Regions from separate parts of the Sus scrofa genome. Here region 1 is linked to region 2. A link is a contact called in public Hi-C data. All regions are on one chromosome and are shown on one strand. The core of a region is the stretch at or near the end of the contact, and the rest is flanking DNA. Distances in the headings are between cores, read along the strand shown.

Region 1 (6,118 bases), core at 1,255-3,754, 330 kb after region 2:
GGCTTAGGGAACAGTTGTGTGAGCCCTGAAGATTGTTTCTGCTGTCTCTGGTAGTTTCTTCATCAGTAGTTAGCCAAAGACTCAAGAGGGGTCCTTTCCAAATATCTAGAACTCTTTTCTCTCTGTAGCTCTCTCTTGTTTAGTCCTCTAGCCTTCTAAAAACTCTATCTGCCTTAGCCTACTCGGACTGTCAGTTACACTTCCTCAGTTCAGAGAGATTTTTGGCCTCTACCAAGCTCCTCCTTGCATTGCAATCCTGGAAACCCCTCCATTCAATAAGCAAGGGCAGATGTAGAGTTCACATCATGCTTTCTCTTCTCTCAGGGATCATTGTCTTTTACTCTCTGACATCCTGCATCTGAAAACCATAGTTTAATATATTTTGCCCATTTTTAAAAGTTGTTTTAGGTGAGGAAGGGGAGAGGGTTCCTACTCCATCTTGGGTGGAAGTAGAAGTCTCAACATTTCACTTTTTAAAAGTATATTTTGGTTGAGAAGATGGATGAAAAACCATTCCTGGTAGAATAAGCTTTTGTATCAGTATTCAGTCAAGGTTTGACTACTTTGGATGTGAAATACACAGAAATATTACACCTGTTCTCAGCACTTGGAGGTCATTTGGAAAGAAACATCAAACAGTGCAAGTCAGTAAATAATTTCCAGTTCATATATGGAGTCATCATAGCTCTGATTAATTGAACGGTTTCCCTTGAATTCTTTAAGATTACTTGGAAACTAATAGACCCCTAAATACAGTGTCCATTTAACATCTCTGGTTAGATAATAATTTTACTAATTAGTATTCCTTATTCCAGAAATTTGTGTTCTATAACATAGTGTATTATCCCTTCTTTGTTTAACGTAATTCTGTAAATTAAAGATATTGTGTATCTGTTAATGAAAATAGGAAGATTTTTTTTTTTTTAAAGAAAAAGAAAAGTGTAAGTCTTTCTTATTCAGGGCCTAAAGTGCTGAGAAAGACTATTTGGGGCATATGACATTTTAAACCTGTTTGTTTGTTTGTTTGTTTGTTTGTTTTCCCTACTGGGATAAAGTCAGTGTAATAAAGCTGAAAGAATGTGATTGTTACAGAGTAAAGGACTCTGATTTTAAGACAATAGTCTTCACTTTTTAACTGTATCTTGTTGGGCCTCTTAGGTGAAATCTTTGACAATTTGTTCATATTTGAGAGTGAGATCTTTAAAAGACTTGTCTACTTGTAGAAGCATTCTAGTTAACAAATACAGTATAGAAGAAATGAAGTAAATAGAAAATCATCATTAGAACATCACATTAATAGGTGCTGTAGGCAGTATTTGTGGATGGGGAGAAATTATAAGGACAAACAGGCATTTGCATGCTCTCAAAGTACTTCTTTCAAAACATTTGTTGTTTTTAAAAGGAAAATAGTAATTTACAGTATACCGTCCTAACCAAGAACAAAGTTATTATCACCTGTAATAAGACATATTATTTTCACATGCAGTCATCTGCTGGAATATATCCATCATACATATTTGAGAAGGACACATCACCTCTGCGGCTTTAAAAATGCATAACTCCAGTCTAGTCATGAGAAAACATCAGATGTAACCAAATTGCAGGATGTCTTGCAGTATAGTTACTGCATATGGTGTAACTGATAACATCAGTGTGTGAAAGACTGAGGTAAAATCCAAGGTTGCAGAAGACTAAGGAAGCATACACCTAAATAGAATGTGGATCTTAGAATAGAAAAAGGATGTTAGTGGAAAACTGGTGAAATCTGTGTAAAGTTATTAGTAAATAGCTAATTTCTTGGTTTTGATACTTGTACTGGTAAGATATTACCACTAGGGAAATGTGAGGTTATATGGGAATTCTGTCCTACGTTTGCACCTCTTCTGTAAATCTAAAATTATTTCCAAAGAAGTTTTTAAGAAAGGGTAAACATTTGTGGACACTGTGTTAACAGGTAGTTGAGCTAGCCTTTTCATTGGGGAGGACCTCATTTTTGATAGTGTTAGGACATTTGTTTTTTCTGGAGCAATTCAGTTTTCCACAGGTAGGCAGTATGTAGGGAGTAGGTGGGGTAGAAGTGTGGTTCTTATATCTAATAGATCATGTTCTGTAAGCAGGTTAAGGAAAGAAAGCTTGAGGATCCCACAGTTCAGCATGTAGATCTTTGTCTCTCAGTTTTCAAGCCTGTGCTTCACCCCTTGTACTCTTAGCCAAGTTTGGAGCCCATCCACTTGGATTTTTCTGGAGAAGAAACCTTTGGTACCTTACTGGGATTGCAGGGGCTAGGTATTCTTCATGGTAACTGGCAGAGAAATATTTTCAATCTAATGTGAGTCTGTAGCCCATACCCTTCTGTACCTCAGTTTGAGGTAAAAGCACATGTTATAGAGGTTTTGTTCTGATTAATTGCAGTAATGCATGTAAAATGCTTATCATTTGGTAAGTACTCAGTACATGTTAGTGCTTGTTTGTACCAGGCCCACTGTGTTAAACTGTTCCAGCACTACACTTCACGGAGTGCATATTCCCATGGACTACAGTGCAGCCCAGTGGCTCTAAGTAGTATAATTCTTCTAGTGGGATTTTTTTTTTTTTTTTTTTTTTTTTGACGGAAGAGAGTCATGTATTATCTCCCATATTAAACCATTAAACCTGAAATACTCTTGAAGCTTTTTTTAAAAAGGTTTAAACTTTTTTCTAACTTGAAAAAAAGTTTGAAAATAGAAAAAAAAATTAAATCTCCAAATCATTATTTGGTACTTCTCATGGTATGGCATTCTAGCCACTGAAGGTGTCTGGTAGTCTATTAGGTATTTTGGAAGTGGTTGTCAATTTCAGCGGGAAAAAGCATAAAACAATTTTTTTCATATATTTTTAGGAACATAAAAATTAACATTAATTTTTGACATAATTCCGTTACTTTAAAATAATTGTTAGGCTCATAAAATTTTCACATGTACTATAAGCATTGCATTTGATTAGTTACTGTCAAATAACTCTCAGATAACCACATGTAATTGAGTGAGAGAAGGACACACACATTCAACTTGTGGACCTACTTTGTACCAGGCACTGTTCCAGATTCCATGGAGAAATAATGAAGAGACGCCCCCTCAAAAAAAAAAAATTCTCTTCTCATAAAGTTGATGTTTTAAAGCATAAGAAGACATTCAGGCAAATAAATAAAATGCATTATATATTGTATGTTGATACATCCCTTGAAGAAGATATCAAAATAGGAAAGGGGATAAAGAATGCCTTAGAGATTTGGGAGAGGGATAGTGTAGTTTAGAAAGAGAATAGGTGGAGCAGTCCTCACATAGAATATAGGTATAGAATGGCTCCATACCTGAAGTAAGGTGAGGTGAAGCCATGAAGAGCATTCCTAGAGGGTACAAGAGCAGAGGCCTGGAGGCAGAAGTATACCTTCTGTGTTTGAGGAATAGCAAGGGGAGTGGGGCAGTGTGGCAGGAACACAGTAAGAGAAGGGAGAAGTGGTGGGAGATTAGAGGTAATGAAGGGTAAGTTCACTAATTAGACATTGGAGGCCAGAGTAATAGTGCAGGAGCATTGTGAATGTGTTTTCTTCTTCACTCCCTTTGATTTGGGTTCTTTATTCTGAGCTTCAGATGGATAAAGTATATAATAATATAATTGTAAATATTTAGCACATTTCATAGTAGATACTCACCGAATATTTATTGAATTAATTTATACAGCCAGATGTGTAGAAGAATTTTAAAGGTCCTGTGTTCCCTTGCTGAAGGAATACTTCTCATTTTTAATTGATTTATGTAATATAATTCGGGATTCTGATACTCCTCTTTAATTTACTGTTTCAAAACATTTGCCACCTTCAGTAATATTTGTTATCGAATAGATATTATCTTTAACAAAATGAGCGTCTGTTTTTATTTGCTTTAGTAGTCATAATAGAATCTAGTTTTCTCTGAATCAGTATTTACTTTTTATATTATAAAATGAGGATTCACAGTCTCAACAAAATTAATGTCGCATTTAGTTTAAGTCCTATACTTAGACTGATTTCTTTAAAAGTCTTTGAGATTTTTTTTACCATCTAGTTTGACTAAAGTTATTTTAATTGAGGGGATCCTTATTTGCTTTTATCAAAGTGGAACACTTTTAAGAAATTAGTTTTCTCCTAATGAATATATTTATACCAGAAGTTATCCCTGGGTTTTAAAAAGCTCAGTGGTCCATTTTTAGGAATGTAAGTACATCTAAGTAGTCCAGCTGTCATTCTGCTGGTTGATGATGTTAATGTGTATGAGAGCCTTAGATTTATAGGAGAGCAAAAAGGTATTCAGGGGGCAGATAGGTAGAGGATTTTAATATATTGTCTTAGACATTTTTATGATGGCCAGGTAAGCCTTATCCTTTCGTATTCTTCGTGCAAGTTTATAGAAAGTACTGCCTTGCACCTTGCCCTGCACTCCCTTTGTTTTGATTAGCACTTTGAATCAGTCTGAGAGGTGAATCTGGGGTTGGGGAGTATTGAAGTTGTGAACAGGGAGTCATAATGTTGAAACTGGACATTCAGATCTTTATAGCATGATTTCCTTATTTTTCAAAGAGCAGAAGAATCCCATCGTTTATCATGTTCTGGTTGGACTCCTTTCTTATCGTTTGCTGGAGTTTGAACTTCAGAGCTATGGTGTCAACCCTGCCGTAGTATCTCAGGGGAGCTTCTAGTGTGGGGCTGGTGCCATGGCTCACCCTCCAACCTTTCCTTCTTCACTTCAGCCTCCAGCTCTGAGCTTTCCCATCCCCAGAGTAGCAAATGTTGAAAGAAGTTGCACAGGTAAGTATGTGGTGGGAAAGGCCGGGGGGAAAATGGTGCTGTAGTCAGTATTTTAAGGGTGGATGTTGGGCCATTTTCCCTATGAGGCATTTTGTTAGTTTAAAAGTAATGGTGTTTCTTGTAAATTTTATTTCATAAAATTACCTCATAAATTACTAAAGTCCTAGTGTTCTAAGAAATAATGATAATTTATTAGTTAAATGTAAAACAGGGAAAACCTTAAACTGAATAAACCATTAATGTTATAATGGAAGGGAAGGTTGTTAGTTTTTTGTTTTGTTTTGTTTTTGTCTTTTTGCCATTTCTTGGGCCACTCCCACGGCATATGGAGGTTCCCAGGCTAGGGGTCTAATCAGAGCCGTAGCCACCAGCCTAGCCAGAGCCACAGCAACGTGGGATCCGAGCCGCATCTGCAACCTACACCACAGCTCACGGCCAATGCCGGATCCTTAACCCACTGAGCGAGGCCAGGGATCAAACCCGCAACCTCATGGTTCCTAGTCGGATTCGTTAACCACTACGCCACGACGGGAACTCCTGTTTTGTTTTTTTTTTTAAACTTCATATTCTCCACAGAGTATAGCAGGACCAGAAAACTCATTTTCAGAAAAGAAGCTAAGAAAAAAAAGTTGGGGAAAGCATAAAATTTTGCCACATTTAACTTGGTATGAGAAGTAGGAAGTTTTAGTTTTCTTCTACTAGCTTTAGACATGCTGTTGTTCCCTTTCCCAAAGTTTTTACACAGGTAGTTATGTTTTTAATATTTGCAGGAATAGAAACTTCAAACATCTTTTTCTTTGAAGTCTAGACAGGAAGACTGGAACATTACTGCTCATCTCTGGATTTAAAGTTAACAAAAATAAGTATAGAGGCAGTGAAGGCACAATATCTAGTACAAAGTTCATCAAACATTTGTCGAGTGAACAATTTCACCCAATTGGTGTGTGTGTGTAAAATGCCAGCACTCCTGGCATTTTCTGCTTGTCTTCCTTGAACCCAAAAACAAGATCTAACAACACATATTTTTTTCTTAATGCATACTTTTTAGAAATAGTTTTGTAGCAGAGTATCCCTGAGTCTCCACTACTTTATTCTCTAATAAATACTGTCATTTTAGGTTCTTGCTTCTCAGAAAGCCTTGAAAAAAATGTTTCTTTAGTTTTCCCAGATCTATATCCCATATAATTCTTCTTTTGCTTTTTAGGGCCGCACCCACAGCATATGGAGGTTCCCAGGCTAGGAGCTAATCGGAGCTACAGCAATGCCAGATCCTTAACTGACTGAGCGAGGCCAGGG
Region 2 (5,858 bases), core at 448-2,947:
ATGGGTCACAGACACAGTTCAGATCTGGTGCTGCTATGGCTGTGGCGTAGGCTGACAGCTACATCTCTGATTCGACTCCTAGCCTGGGAACCCCCATGGCAATTATTACTATTACTGACAAACTGTAGATACAGGGAAGAACTCTTGTTCTCCAGGGACAAGAGAAGAAGTGGGTGAAGTTTATTTTTCCATGCAGTCTTAAAGCAAAAGTTTTTCTGATAAAACTTTTATTTTTTATTTTTAAGAAATGATCTCATCTTTAAAATGTCTCATCAATGGTACACACGAAGATGCAATTAGAATAACAGTGAGAAAGATTGCCTTAATAACAGTTAGAAGGGAGGGTTCTGGTCTTTGGCTAAAGTCATGACTGGAGGACGTGAAAGGTACAGGTTACACAGCCAAGGGCAGATCAGTTCAGGAAGATGCCTGTGTGACTGGGTCACCATCCATTAAGGCCTGGGATGTGTGGCTTGGGTGGTGGCTCTGGACAAAGGGACCTCTCAGGTGGCTTTTTGTTGTGCAAGTGTGTGAGCCATGCTGTGCTGAGGGCCTAAGAATGCAGCAGGGTAAAACCTGACCAGGCCAGCACAGATGGGCTGAGCCCACGCCTCCAGCAGGATGCATGCCCAGTGAAGGCTGCTTTGAGCCTGCAAAACTGCTTACACGTCCCTCAAACTGGACAAAGGGCAGACCCAGAACAAGAGCGAGTGGATCCATTCACATCTGGTTTCAAAGGAGGGACAACATAGAGCAGAAGAGAAAATCTTTAAACATGCAGACTTTAAATACACAAACCCATCTGGGTAAATTCACAATTGATCATTTGATTACACAAATTATGTCTCTGTTTCCTGATGTGTTGGCATTGGTCTACTGTTTCTGAACTAGATACTTCATGTTGGTGGTCGGACTGTATGCTGCTAACCAAGACCAGTTCTACCTGTTGTCTGCCCACATCTCCGAACGGATCATTGTAAGGGTAAGCTCAGTTCTTTGACTTTTCTGGACCCACATACTTTTTTCCCCTGTAGGTAGACTTTGCATATTCAATGGAGCACATGAAGCATGCAGTTTCTCAGCTGCCGATGACAATAAAGATAATGATTGTAATAGCAAATACTCTTATTTTAGTTTTTACGCAGTGGTCCTCAACTGGAAGAACTTTTGTCTGCCAAAGGTCATTTGGCAATGTCTGCAAACATTTTTTGTTGCTACAACGGGAGGTGCTGCTGGCATCTAGTGGGTAAAGGCCAGGGATGCTGCTCAATGCCTTATGCACAGGACAGCCCCCACAATAAATAATTATCCCCCCCTGCCCAAGTGCCAATAGTGCCACATTTGAAAAATCCTGGGTTTTACAGTATATTGTAGGCCCTGGGCTAAATAATTTCTAGATGACATCATTTTACATAGTTTTGCATTTACGTTACATTTTTCATACCCAGAAGGACTAAGGCTTAAGAGGGAAAGGCATCTGTGAGCACAAAGCTTGTAAATGATGGAGATTGGGTTATAACCCAGTTTCCCCTGACCCCAAAGCCTACAGGGTAGGAAAAGAGATAGGAAGGCTTTCCACGCGCTCAAAGGATGGGTGACCCCAGGGACATCTGGGCCACTGCCCAGCACATAGTAATGGCTCAGCATGTTTTGCTGAATGAATGATTGGTCACAGCTGCTGACGGGTGTCTTGGCAGCCACGAAAACATAAGGCTGTTGGCAGCTGCAGCTGCAGCTGTGTGAGGCCATGCTGGCCACCACAGGTGCCAGGGGTATGAGGTAACAGGTAACCACCAGCCTGGCAGCCCTGGGAGGGGCTGTTTTGCTACGGTTCTTTCAAAGGGCACAGGAGGTGAGGAAAAATGGTCCTTTCAAATGGGCACATCCACTTACACAGCTGTTACACTTAGGACTGGGGACAAGATCTGCCTGTTTGGGGAAGTGAGTCTACCTTTGCTTCCTTGAGCTGCTCTGAAACAAAGGGCCCTCTGTGTAATTCTTTGAGGCAATGAAAAATAATTAGCCAGCTATTAGTGGAGCTCCTGAAACTGTGTCTCTAAATTGTCATGGAAGTAAAGTCACGATGGAAATGAGCTAAAACATGTAATATTCAACTGTTCAGCTGTTCAGGGTTGGGGGCCAGCTCTGTGCCTGCCAGCATGCACGTCCCCGGGCTGTATTTTTGTGGGGCCTGATCTAAGCTGTGGCAACAGAGGCTCCTCTGGGACAAAGGCAGCTAGGGCCCCTTCTGGTCATGAGCCAAGGTTCCCGAGGTTCAGGGTGGTGAACCTCATGTGATGTAACCCGGGATTGCTTCGCGGCACTAGCTAATCTGATGTAACCCGGTCTGCAGACCTAAGGGGCTTATTGTTTCTGATTCCTCAAAGGAGGAATAAAAGACGGTGCCTTTCTTTTCAGAGTTAGCATAGACTGGATATCATGAAAGTGCCACTCTGGGCTGTGGAATTCATGCTTGAGTCAGGCAGTCTGCTGGTCACCTGCATATTTTAAATAATTTACCTGGTGTTGAGGGTTCTCCATTTCCTGCCAACGGCTCCTGCAAAGCTATGTTTTGGCTGCCAGGCGAGTCTATAGAGCAGCAAAGTGAGAGGGAGACCCCGCCTAACCTTCTACTACCACAGCTCTCTTAATGGGCACCTTCTCATACCCAAAGCACAATTATAATTGAACTCATAATGATGACTTTGAGAAGTCAAAGGTTTTTGCAACTCATATCCAGTATGAATACTAAGCAAATACATTATACTTAGTATAGATGAGGTGTCATATTATTCACTACGTTTTAATTAAAAAAAAAAAAGATTGTATTTCAGATTCAATGGCTTTCTTCTTGCCAAAATTTTTGGTTAAAGAGAACGTCCTATGCTATATGTGTGTTGGGTAACACAAGGGTTACCATAAAAATAATGAGAAGAAAAATAATAGTAATAACATCTTCCCCTCAAACTGGAAATATCTTATTGAAATTATTTCATTCTAACCCCCAAACACAGAGTGACAATGAATGCAGACTTTTCAATTCATTTAATCATAAAACGATTAAACCACCCAAGAGAAAAACAGAATTTAAGAAATGACATTTTGAGGGAGTTCCCGTGGTGGCTCAGCGGTCAACGAACCCGACCAGGAACCATGAGGACGGGGGGTTGATCCCTGGCCTTGCTCAGTGGGTTAAGGATCTGGTGTTGCCATGAGCTGTGGTGTAGGTCGCAGACGAAGGTCAGATCCCTCGGAGCAGTGGCTGTGGTGTAGGCCAGCAGCTGTAGCTCCGATTGGACCCCTAGCCTGGGAACCTCCATATGCTTCGAGCGCAGCCCTAAATCAAAGCAAAAAAAAAAAAAAAAAAAAAAAATTGACGATTTTGTTTGAATCATTGTGTCCCCAGAATACAGTACTTGCCCTGAGGATCTAGGGGGCACTAAACAGGTATATGCATCTTCTATTGAGCAGAAGGCAGACCAGTTTACATTCTACCAAAAATCCAGGTGTGCCCTGTTAGACCATGGCCTGGGTCTGTTAGTTTGAGTTCCAGAATGAAGGAAGAAAAATTTGACAACTAAAGACATTACAAGACCTGACCACATTACAGGAAGACCTGCAAATTGCATTTAGCAAGTCCAGATTCATTTTGAGACCTAAGAGTCTTTTCTCCCCAGAGCAGACATTAACATAAGGGTGATTGTAGGAAGGTTGGAGTAGATGAATTTCAGGCTTCTAGGAGGGGTTGTCAGAATTCTCCTTGAAGAGAGAATGGTGGGCAGGATCCAGCAAATGTTCATCTGAGTTGTCAATCAAAATAGCTTTGGAGGAGTTCCCATTGTGGCTCAGTGGAAATGAATCAGACTAGTATCCACGTGGATGTGGATTCGATCCCTGGCCTCCCTCAGTGGGTTCAGGATCCACCATTGCCATGAGCTGTGGTGTAGGTTCAGACACTGCTCAGATCCTGTGTTGCTGTGGCTGTGGTGTAGGCCAGCAGCTATAACTCTGATTTGACCCCTAGCCTGGGAACTTTCATAAGCCTTGGGTGTGGCACTAAAAAAAAAATGGGGAAGGGAGTTCCCGTCGTGGCTCAGTGGTTAACGAATCCGACTAGGAATCATGAGGTTGCAGGTTCGATCCCTGGCCTTGCTCAGTGGGTCGAAGATCCGGATTGCCATGAGCTGTGGTGTAGGTTGCAGCCACAGCTCTGACCTGGTGTTGCTGTGGCTCTGGTGTAGGCCGGCGGCTACAGCTCTGATTGGACCCCTAGCCTGGGAATCTCCATATGCCACGGGAGTGGCCCTAGAAAAGGCAAAAAGACAAAAATAAAGGGGGGGGGGAACAGCTTTGGAAATATATTCTGGTCTCCTACTATAAATCAACCAATTTAATGGAAATTAAAGTTTACTCCAAAGAAGAGATTGATTTCCTAGCTCTTTGTTTTGGGGAGCATTCCCCAGCAGAGTTCTTTCAGATTCTCCTTGTTAATGACTAGGCTTTCCTTCAGCTCTACTTTTCTTCTAAAATACATAATTAAACCCGGCTTGAAAGATTGTGCTGCAAGCAGGAGGGATGGTTACTTTTGTCTGCCTTTCAAAGACACACCAAGGTTTCCTAATTCTGAAAACAAATAAATTATTCCAGAAGAATAGAAATGAGCACATTCCCCCCCCCCAAATAAGTCCCCCTTTATTGCTCTGCAACCACAGTGCCTGGAGGTGGGAAACCAACACCCAGGGTTGGGAAGGATGAGAGAAACAAGGCAGTTGCAAGGATGGAAAGGGATAGGGGAGAACAGGGCCATTACAGGTACCATCTCTGTTTTACTGGCTCTTGCCCATTTCTGACCACAAACCTCACTGTCGTCCCCCAACACACACTCAAACTACACATACACACACACACAGCTTTTCTGGAGTTCCACTGAATTTTTATTTACCCAAAGTGTCTGTTTCACTTTGCAGGTGGGATTCAATAAAACCTATTAAGCATAGAAGGGGTAACTTGTGACCCCTTTTATAGTAGTAGGGAGGTAGTGAATGGCCTAAAGAAGTCGTCCTTAAACTTTATTGAGAATAAGAAGCCCCCAGAGAGTTTATAGAAACACATATACCTGGGTCCCACCTCCTCAATTTCTGATTCAGTAGGTCCGAGATCCCTGAGAATATGCATTTCCAACAAGCTTCCAGGAGATGCTGATACGGCTGGCCTGCAGACCCCGCTTTGAGGAGCACTGGTGGATAGTATTTCTAGGCCTGTTTTTCCATAGTCCTTTCAAAAGGTACAAACATGGACTTCTTATGACCTGTCTTCCTCAGCTCAAGCATTCCTGTTTTGCTCTTTGGCTGCTGTTTCGAAGCCCAAGCATTGGTGAAGCAAAGACATTTCAGCTTTCCTTTCCAAACTTGAATGGCCTCAAATTACTGCTAATGATGCTTCCTCTTCCAAGTGTCTGCAGGGGGCGCCATTTGCATTGTATTCTTTGTGAACAGCATTCCCTCGGAATTGTGCGGCTCTGCAGGTGTGTCACTAAGGAGAGCAGATTAATTGATTATAGGTGGAACCGTGGTTACTATGCACATCAGAGTGTCCTGAGGATGAGTTGAGACTATTCATCCTCGTTTTAACAAAGTGTTAAAAGCACACAACCCTGGGAGGCCGGTAAAGAAGACATTATTATCTTTACTCTTCAGAGGAGAAAACTGATAACAGAAAAGTTAAATCCCAAAGTCACATAGCCAGTTTGCATCATAACATAGACTAAAATGTTTCAGTCTTCCCTAAATACATGAGGTTGTGGGATAAATAAGAAAAGCATTTTCGAAACATTCATTGTGAGGTTTGTTATCAATCAG

Evidence for each region. Hi-C and Micro-C count contacts between places; a contact is called where the count stands out from the background.
Region 1: a contact with region 2 is called in a Hi-C map of adipose tissue, with 2.7 times the contacts expected there. A contact is called at or near these places in 9 of 47 Hi-C or Micro-C datasets (adipose tissue, embryonic fibroblasts, fibroblasts and 4 more) and 1 of 2 datasets of targeted methods (skeletal muscle).

Annotation. Positions count from the first base shown.
Region 1 is chr5:34,487,442-34,493,559 of Sscrofa11.1, forward strand. All of the region lies in intron 1 of CNOT2 (CCR4-NOT transcription complex subunit 2), which reads left to right. Among named protein-coding and RNA genes, the nearest start is that of CNOT2, 20 kb to the left of the region's middle.
Region 2 is chr5:34,153,809-34,159,666 of Sscrofa11.1, forward strand. It overlaps MYRFL (myelin regulatory factor-like protein), which reads left to right. Exons shown (of 25, transcript XM_021091985.1): 10 at 892-982. Among named protein-coding and RNA genes, the nearest start is that of MYRFL, 89 kb to the left of the region's middle.